2 separate regions of the Sus scrofa genome follow, and region 2 is linked to region 1. The links are chromatin contacts, called in public HiChIP or PLAC-seq maps. All regions are on one chromosome and are shown on one strand. Each heading gives the region's core, a stretch centred on a gene start, on an enhancer-like site or on the middle of the called end of the contact. The rest is flanking DNA. Distances are from core to core; before and after follow the strand shown. Region 1 has its middle 57 kb from the start of RAB19. Region 2 overlaps KDM7A (lysine-specific demethylase 7A).

Region 1 (4,966 bases), core at 2,121-4,620:
CAGAGCAAGGCCAGGGATTGAACCCACGTCCTCATGGATACTAGTCAGATTCGTTAACCACTGAGCCATGATGGGAACGTTCAGTCTGTTTCTTTACTGGATCTTCCACTGTCTCTCTACACGGACCTTCTTCAAAATCAGACTGGTCAGCTGGTGACTTGCTACAAACGGCCAGGGGCAGTCATATCTTTTTGTCTTTTTTTTTTTGGAAGAATCAGGATTTTTTTTTTTTTTTTTGTCTTTTTGCTATTTCTTGGGCTGCTCCCGCAGCATATGGAGGTTCCCAGGCTAGGGGTCGAATTGGAGCTGTAGTCTCCGGCCTCTGCCAGAGCCACAGCAACGCGGGATCCAAGCTGCGTCTGCAACCTACACCACAGCTCACGGCAATGCCGGATCATTAACCCACTGAGCAAGGGCAGGGACCGAACCCGCAACCTCATGGTTCCTAGTCGGATTCGTTAACCACTGCGCCACGATGGGAACTCCAAGATTTTTGTTTGTTTTTTAAATTAAAAAAAAAAAATGCCTAATTGAGCAGTTCCCATTGTGGCGCAGCAGAAACAAATCCAACTAGGAACCATGAAGTTGTGGGTTCGATCCCTGGCCTTGCTCAGTGGGTTAAGGATCTGGCATTGCCGTGAGCTGTGGTGTATGTAGGTCGCAGACGTGGCTTGGATTTGGCATTGCTGTGGCTCTGGCATAGGCTGGTGGCTACAGCTCTGATTCAACCCCTAGCCTCCGAACCTCCGGTGCGGCCCTAAAAAGACAAAGACAAAAAAAAAAGGAAATGTTTAATTGAGATAAAATACACATAACATAAAATGTACCATCTAACCATTTTAAGTGTATGGTTACATAGTGTTAAGTATTTCTTTTTTCTTTGTTTTTTTGGCCTCACCTGTGCTGGCCTGTGGAAGTTCCCTGGCCGAACCCGTGCCTCAGCATAGACCTGAGCCGATGCAGAGACAACACTGGATTCCTAACCCACTGCACCACAGCGGAAACTCCAGAACGTTAAGTATATTCATGTTGTAGAGCTTATCTTCCTGTGTTGATTCACGCTTGTCTGCAATACCCTTTTTAACTCTCTGCTTTCCGAATCTTAATTTTCCTTCAAGGCTTGGCCAAGCACCATCTAGTTCAGGAAACCATTTCCCAGCCAGCCTCACTAGCCCTCCACTGTCTCATCTTTTCTATTTTTTATTTTTATTTTTATTTTTTGTACCAAAAGTAATATTATTTGTTTGGTGCTTAGCTGCCTCTGTCTTACCTGTTTTTTTTTCCTCCTTCTTCTTAGGGCTCTTTCTGTGGCATATGGAGGTTCCCAGGCTAGGGGTCAAAGCAGAGCTGTAGTTGCCAGCCTACACCACAGCCACAGCAGTGCAGGATCTGAGCCACATCTGTGACCTGCTGCTGTCACCACTGGTGATGGCCCCACCTGTTTTACTGAGACATGACGATTATCTGGAGTTTGTCCACTGGGCCATTCTCTGCTTTGCATGGGAATCGAAGCCTTCACTTCACTCTAAATTCCACTCCTTTTGGGAGTTCCTGTCGTGGCGCAGTGGAAACGAATCCGACTAGGATCTGTGAGGTTTGGGGTTCGATCCCTGGTCTCGCTCACTGGGTTAAGGATCTGGCATTGCCATGAGCTATGGTGTAGGCCAATGGCTACAGCTCTGATTAGACCCCTAGCCGGGGAACCTCCATACACCGTGGGTGCAGCCCTAAAAGGACAAAAAGACCAAAATAAATAAATTCCACTCCTTTAGCTTCTCTCTGGTCTTTCAGCTCTCTCTCCAGGCTTCTCGGTTTTGAGCCTCAGCCATCCCTTTTCCTGTGGATGGTAATCAAGTCTGCAAACGTATGGTCTACCCACGCATGCACCCACATACGCTCCCACGCCCGCACATCCGGCCGTGCTCTCCTGGCGAGGCTCTAAGTGTTATCAAATGTGTCCTCCTGGGTGACGAGCTTGCACTTGCTGCCACTGGTCCTGAATCCTCCTTCCAGAGCAACACAGACGGCTGTTGTTGCTTGATGTATTTGCAGACAACATCCATCCTTCCCTTTCAGCTCTTTATGCTTCTTAAATTTTACTTTTATTTTTTATTTTTTTAGCTTTTTAAATATTTTCAGCTTTTTATGCTTCTTATCTTAAATTTTTACTCTTATTTTTAACTTTTTTTGCTTTTTTTTTTTTTTAGGGCCGCCCCTGTGACATGTGAAGGTTTCCAGGCTAGGGAATGAATCAGAGGTACAGCTGCCAGCCTACACCACAGCCACAGCAATGCAGGATCCGAGCCGTGTCTGTGACCTACACCACAGCTCATGGCAATGCCAGATTCTTAACCCATTGAGCGAGGCCAGGGATCGAACCCGCAACCTCATGGTTCCTAGTCGTGTTCGTTTCCCCTGCGCCCCAATAGGAACTCCTCTTAAATTTTTTTTTTTTTATTATTTTCCCACTGTACAGCAAGGGGGTCAGGTCATCCTTAGATGTATACATTGCAGTTACAGTTTTTTCCCCCACCCTTTCTTCTGTTGCGACATGAGTATCTAGACATAGTTCTCAATGCTATTCAGCAGGATCTCCTTATAAATCTATTCTAGGTTGTGTCTGATAAGTTAAATTTTTATTGAAGCTATTCCCCCAGGCATTGGTTGCTTGCTTGCTTCCTTTCTTGCTTTTTAGGGCCCTATCCATAGCATGTGGAAGTTCCCAGCTAGGGTTTGAATCAGAGCTGCAGCTGCCAGCCTATGCCACAGCCACAGCAATGCCATATCTGAGCCTTGGCTGTGACCTATACCACAGCTCACGGCAACGCCGGATCCTCTAACCCCCTGAGTGAGGCCAGGGATCAAACCCGTGTCCTCATGGATACTAGTCAGGCTCATTATCACTGAGCCATGACGGGAACTCCCAGCCATTGCTTTCTCATTAAAGCTGGCAGGCTCCATTCTTGACTTTTGATGCTGTTAACTGCTTTCTTACTCTTTGAATTCTACTTTCTACTTTCTCTCCATTCTGACGTCTCCTTTTCCTCCTAATCCTCAATTCTAAGAAAACTCTCTAGGCAACATCTTCTGTGTTCCAGACACTCTGGTTCATACTCTATTTTTAGCTTTGTCATCTCCCATCTGTGAAACTCTAGGAAGTCAGGACTATTGTAAGATGCTCTTACCTAGAAGGAAAAAAAAGAAAGAAAGTCAGAACTACCTTCTCATCATTTTGAACAATCCTCTCATAAAGTCCTGGTAAGTGGGAGGTAGAACTTAATGAAGGTTTCATTTCCTCTGTTCTAGTTCCATTACTTCTTTTTTTCTTTTTCATTTTTGGGCCACACCCATGGCATGTGAAAGTTACAGAGCCAGGGATTGAACCTGAGCCATAGCAATGACAACGCAGGATCCTTAACGCACTAAGCCACCAGGGAACTCCTCCAGTTCTGCTTTTACAAAGTTCATTTTCTCATATGTTTCTAAAACATCCCAATGTCTACTAAATTTTTCTCTCTAGCCCCAATTTGTTACTCATTTTCCAATCTTCAATTGCCTGGCAATCACCACGATACCCTGCTGGCAGCCCAGCGGAATAGATTTCATTTTCTCACCAGTCCCTGCAAACCCACTTCCCACATAGCTTTCCTGGTGGTCTTTCTTTGATACACTGCTTGCAACATTTCTGAGTAACCTTAGGCATCAGCACACATTTTGATCCTTATTCATTAAGTGGTTCTCTCTGATTACTGGCCTGGGAGTCTCCACTGTACCCTAATTCTCACATTTTGTGCTTTGTCTTTAACCGTCAGTGGCAACCTCATCCTCCCAGGCTCACAGCCTTAAAGATATTTATTTTTGTCTTTTTTTTTAGGGCCACACCCGCGGCACATGGAAGTTCCCAGCTAGGGGTCGAATCCGAGCGGGCAGCTTCGCTCCTACGCCACAGCCACAGCCACGTGGGATCCAAGGTGTGTCGGGGACCTGCACTACAGCTCACAGCAATGCCGGCTCCTTAACCCACTGAGTGAGGCCAGGGACTGAACCTGCATCCTCATGGATACTTGTCAGGTTCATTACTACCAAGCCATGACGGGAACTCCCAAGGATGCTTCTTGACACGTCTTTTCCTCTCTCCTTTCCTCAGGCTCTGGGCTTCCCTGATTCCTTCTGTTCTTTCTCGCTTACTTTTCTCACTCATCTTTCACGTTGTTTTCTAAGCCACTTTCCTCTCTCCAAAGGCCTTATTTTTGGCGTTCCCCCGTCTAGTCAGCCCTGCTCCAGCTTGCTCCATGCTCAGCTCTTAGAATAATCTTGTTACTCAGTATTTTTGTGTTATTCTGCGCAGGTATCAAAAGGGTCTTGTTTCCTGCGTCAGTGTTGAGATCTTGTATGAATCCTCATCTCTAGCTAGAAAATCTGGGAGACCAGAGACCTTGAGGGTAAGTAGGAGCGACACCTCCCTTCCACAGATGTCTCGTTTGGGAAAGTTCTGAACATCTGAACATCACTTTTTTTTTTTTTTTTTTTTTTTTTTTGCTGCACATGTGGCATATGGAAGTTCCTGGGCCAGGGATCGAACTTGCAACCTGCACCACAGCTGTGGCAACGCCAGATCATTAACCCACCACTCCACACGGGAACTTCCTGAATTAAAGTAAAAAACCTTCCCGTGGTGGCTAAATAGTAAGGATCCACTAGGATCAATGAGGATTCGGGTTCGATCCCTGGCCTCGCTCAGTTGGTTAGGGATCTGGCATTGTCCTGAGCTGTGATGTGGGTTGCAGACATAGCTTGGATCCTGCATTGCTGTGGCTGTGGTGTAGGCCAGCAGCTACAGCTCTGATTTGACCCCTAGCCTGGGACCTTGCATATGCCTTAGGTGCAGCCCTAAAATGCAAAGTAAATAAATAAATAATTAAAAGCTTTATTGAGATATAATTTACACATATACAAGTCACCCATT
Region 2 (4,768 bases), core at 176-2,675, 170 kb after region 1:
TGATGAGGTTGTGGTACATTTTTCATTTAAATTCTAACTGATCTATTATAGTTAAGATTTTCCACTTATTTACGTATTGTTTTTATTTTTCTTTTTCTTAGCTGTGTTGGAGTAGAAGAACATCATGCTGTTGACATTGACCTGTATCACTGTCCCAACTGTGCAGTTCTACATGGTTCCTCATTGAGTAAGTACTAAGAGCTTAAATAGAAATTGAAGTTTAGAAATTAATGTGTACATGACAATATTTTAATGAGACTCTGACTAGTTATATTATACCCACCAAGAACTATAAGGAAGATTTTTCTGCAGATATTGAGAGTACAGTTTTTGTTTGAATTGTTAAATAACTTATTTAACAAATCAAAACATTAAGTGAAAAAAATACTGTCATTCTTAATTGTCAGTGTGCAAAACCCCCAAACTCAAATACATGTTTTCAAAGCCTTCAATTTGAGAAGTGCAATAAGGTAAAATTTTTCTGATTCTGGAAACTGATTTCAGCTGTCGTATTGCTTTATACACACACACACACATATATTTTAAAGAATGGTTGAGTTCCCTTGGTGGTGCAGTGGTAATGAACCTGACTAGTATCCGTGAGGACACAGGTTCGATCCCTGACCTTTCTCAGTGGAGTAAGGATCCGGCATTGCTGTGAGCTGTGGTGTAAGTTGCAGATGTGGCTTGGATCTGGCGTTACTGTGGCTGTGGCATAGGCTGGCAGCTGCAGCCCCAATTAGACCCCTAGTCTGGGAACTTCCATGTGCCATGGGTGAGGCCCTAAAAAAAGCAAAACGAAAAAGAATGGTAACTAGACCTATTGTAGTGATCATTTCAAAATGTGTAAAAATATTAAATCACTATGTTATATAGTAGGAACTAACATAGTATTATGGTCAGTTATGCTTCAAAGACAAATAAATTCATAGAAAAAGAATAAATTTGTGGTTACTAGAGGCGGGAGGTGGAGGGGATTTGATGAAGGTAGTCAAAAGGTACAAATTTTCAGTTATAAGATAAATACTAGGGATGTACAGCATGATACATGTTCTCTGTGAAAGCTGTTAAGAAAGTGGATCTTAAGCGTTCTCATTACAGGAAAAAAAATGTTTTTCCTGTTTATTTCATAATGAGATGATGTATGTTCTCTAAATTTATGGTAATCATTTCATGACATATGTAAGGCAAATCATTATGCGCTACAACTTAAATTTGTGCAGTGCTGTATGTCAGTTATAGCTCAGTGAGGCTGGAAGAAGAAGCAAAAATATTTCAGTATTATTTGGAACAGTGTACAGGATAAGACTTTAGTGCATATTATACTTTTAGAAGAAAACTAGGGCGTTGGTATGCTAGAGTACTACTTTTGTCATCCAGACGTGGTCATAATGTTGAGTATGACCTACAGTTCTACCCAGCTGTCCTCTGACTGAAACAACTTCCCTGTAGGACGGTCTCTGTCCCCAGGAAGACAGAGGTCAGACCAAGTGTCTGCCTGCACTCTTCTTCCTGAGGGCCAAGGGCATGGGCACGGAAGCTCACGCATCCTCTGGAGCAAACCAGCAACACCCATAAAGAGATATTTATCCTTAGCCTCTGACAGATACTTCAGAAGAATAGATTGGAATATTCATAGTCATTGTATGTGAGAGTAAAGATTTTAAAGGCTTTGGATTATATTATAACTTTCTTTTCTTAAAAATTTAGACTGCATTTTGGCATATTTGTGTTCAAACTAAAGAGATTATAACACTAAGTGAAGTAAGTGAGAAACAAGTATCATATAACGTCACTTATGTGGAATTTTAAAGAATGGTATTAATGAACTAATTTATGAAACAGAAACAGACTCATAGACTTAGAAAACAAAATTATGGTAACTGAAGGGGAAAGGGAGGAATAAATTAGGAGTTTGGAATTAACATGAACACACTACTATATATAAAATAGTTAATCAGCAAGGACCTACTATATAGCACAGGGAACTCTACGCAGTATTCTTTAATAACCTAGATGGGAAAGAATCTGGAAAAGAATGGATATATGTATATGTATAACCGAAACACTTTGTTTTACATCTGAAAGTAACACAACATTGTAAATCAACTATACTCCACTATAAAATAAAAAATTTAAAAATTTAATAATTTAACAATAATTTAAAGATTTAATAGTTTAAGGTATATGAATGCATTACAATATTTCTTCGTAAAATACAGATTATCTTTTTTGTTGGTTAACACTATAAAATTTGAGGTTAGCAAATTGGTAGAACTGTTACATGCGTAATTGACTAATTCATGTCATAAATGTTTTTAAAGTGTCTTATTTTGTGTAGCACTGAAGTATGTAGTATATAACTTGAAGTAATTACTGACCAAGTATAATTCTTGGAGGAAATAAATAATCTGGGTTGTTATATCAAGAAAGGAAACAGAACTAAAATGTAAGTTTCAATTTAGAATTTAAATAACCCCCAAATGAAATAATTTGAATTTAATCTCTATGAAATGTTAAATGGGTTACTGCGAGGCAGAATAATGTAGTTTTTAAAACACTACTGCATGTGAGGCACTCTATTTTCTTTTTTTTAAATTTGATTTAATTTTTTTAAAAGCTCGTTATGCTCACTAAATTGATTTCACAATCCATAATGGATCATGACCTGTACTTTGAATAACAATGCTTCAGAGAGAAGCTTGACTCTTACCTGCCCCTTCATGTGCTTCTCCTCCTTGGATAACATAAGATCAGTCATCGGATGTCTTCTGGGTAAAATTCCTACACTAAGTACCCATGAGGAAAATGCCCAAGATCCATTCCAGAAATCTGTTTTATCTTAAGGCTCACCCTCATCCCTAATTTGGGTATCCCTTTTGGTCCCCTTCTCTCTGCTCTTAGGCCTTTCTTGCTTGCCATCAAGGGTTTCCTGTTTCTTTCAGAGTTCCCCAGGAGTCCTTACTACAGATACCATTGAGACAGTGTAATATTCATCAATTTGGTGAATTTTTGACTTTACCCCCTTAATGGGAATTTAGAACTCCATTTGAGGAGTTCCTAGTGTGGCTCAGTGGATTACGAACCCGACTAGTAAGAAGTCCACTCGAGGGCCAGTATGAAAAAAACAGCCCCCCCTCAAAAAAAAAAAAAAAAAAAAAAAGGCAAAACACCAGCCAGCCTAGCCTAATACTTAAACACATATTCTCAGTGCTCCTCAGGCACATGCAATCCAGACTCAAAATTTTCTCTCCTTGCCCTCTGACCACTGTTAAAGTACTCTTTCAGTGGCCTCCTTCTAAGAAATTCAGTCAGCTCTTGCAGTGGTTGATGTTACATGTTAATGAGTCTGCTGGCCCATCAGGACAGCTGTAGTTTTCTCCTAACATCCTGCAAGTTAGCACGTTTGATAGCAAGGAAGAGTAATTGGCAGCTTATTGGTTGCCCATATATATATAGGAAAAAAACTTGAGATGAAATACTCTTGAATTTTTTGGGGGGGGCCACACCCACAGCAAGCAGAAGTTCTGGAGCCAGGGATTGGAACCTGTGCCATAGCTTCTACATGAGCCACAGCAGTGACAACACTGGGTCCTTAACCCACTGCACCACTAAGGGAACTGCACCCTTGAATTTTAGAACTAATTTTAAGTAAGAAAAGAATAGCACACAAAGGACATCTTAATGGTATTTTCTAGGAAGATTGCTTAATGATTGTCAGTTTTTTCCATGAGGTTTAAAAAATGGGACTTGCTCTTCCATATTGAGGCTCTGACTGCCATAAATTACTTGGGAATTTTGCTTTAGACTTTTTGATATGAATAAGCCTGATTTCCACCACTATTGATGATTTAGTGTGACTTCCCCTTATCCATGAGAATTCAGCATTATTTTTTTTTATTATGATCTTTGTAAGGCAAAGGAAATAATTTAGACTTAGAGTTGTCTGCTCACCAAGGTTTTATTATATATGCAGGAAAACATATAGGAAAATTTGAAAGAATTTTGCAGCAAGTACCTCTAAAGCCACCACCTAGATTCCACTATTAACACTTTAAGTTACTTTAACTCATATCTGTCTATGAAACTGTCTATCCATGTTGCTCTCCATCTTACTTTTTGATACATTGACCAGAATCATGGGGGGTTTAGGCTTAAAGGTGATTTTCAAACTTAAAAGAGGAGTAAAACTGAAATCTTACATTGATACTGCACACAAAGATGTGTAGGTGATGCCACCCTGGTAGAAAGAGGAGTGAGGTCCAGAGCTCCCATCTCCGCCTCTTCTCCATCTTCCCTTTCATTAAGGTTCTTCAACACATTCTGTAAAACAGCGCCCATCTTCTTCATTTCTGCATTGAGGAGATGGGACCCAGACATGTTAAGTCTTTTGCCCAAGGTCTCAGAGTAAGTCATAGCTAAACAAGGAGTCAAAGCCAAGTCTCCTGATTTCGGTTTCTGTGTGTATTCAAGATTGTAGCCTCCCAGGGCTACATAGAGTCACAGGATCTTAGCATGGAACTGTCAGTTATTTACTGTCATCTTACTTGTTGTGCTTCCATTATGCTGCAGTCATCTGCAATTTTTGTTTGTTTGTTTGTTTTTGCTTTTTAGGGCCATACCTGGGGCATATGGGAGTTCCCAGCCTAGGGGTTGAATCAGAGCTGTAGCTGCCGGCCTACACCACAGCCACGGCAATGCCAGACCCGAGCTGTGTCTTAAGCCTCCATCACAGCTCACAGCAACGCTCCTTAACCCACTGAGCGAG

What was found. HiChIP or PLAC-seq counts read pairs in DNA pulled down with a chosen protein or histone mark.
Region 2: a contact with region 1 is called in an H3K27ac HiChIP or PLAC-seq map of alveolar macrophages. The contact joins two enhancer-like sites. A contact is called at or near these places in 2 of 2 datasets of contacts at active chromatin or transcription factors (alveolar macrophages and skeletal muscle).

The regions. Positions count from the first base shown.
Region 1 is chr18:9,445,396-9,450,361 of Sscrofa11.1, forward strand. No RefSeq gene overlaps it. Among named protein-coding and RNA genes, the nearest start is that of RAB19, 57 kb to the left of the region's middle. Within about 2 kb of position 3,371, at least 2 of the 83 cell types and tissues checked have an H3K27ac peak or open chromatin away from gene starts, as enhancers often do. A contact at or near this core is called in alveolar macrophages, where this site is marked.
Region 2 is chr18:9,614,321-9,619,088 of Sscrofa11.1, forward strand. KDM7A (lysine-specific demethylase 7A) reads left to right here. Exons shown (of 20, transcript XM_003134614.4): 2 at 102-187. Among named protein-coding and RNA genes, the nearest start is that of KDM7A, 35 kb to the left of the region's middle. Within about 2 kb of position 1,426, at least 1 of the 83 cell types and tissues checked has an H3K27ac peak or open chromatin away from gene starts, as enhancers often do. A contact at or near this core is called in alveolar macrophages, where this site is marked.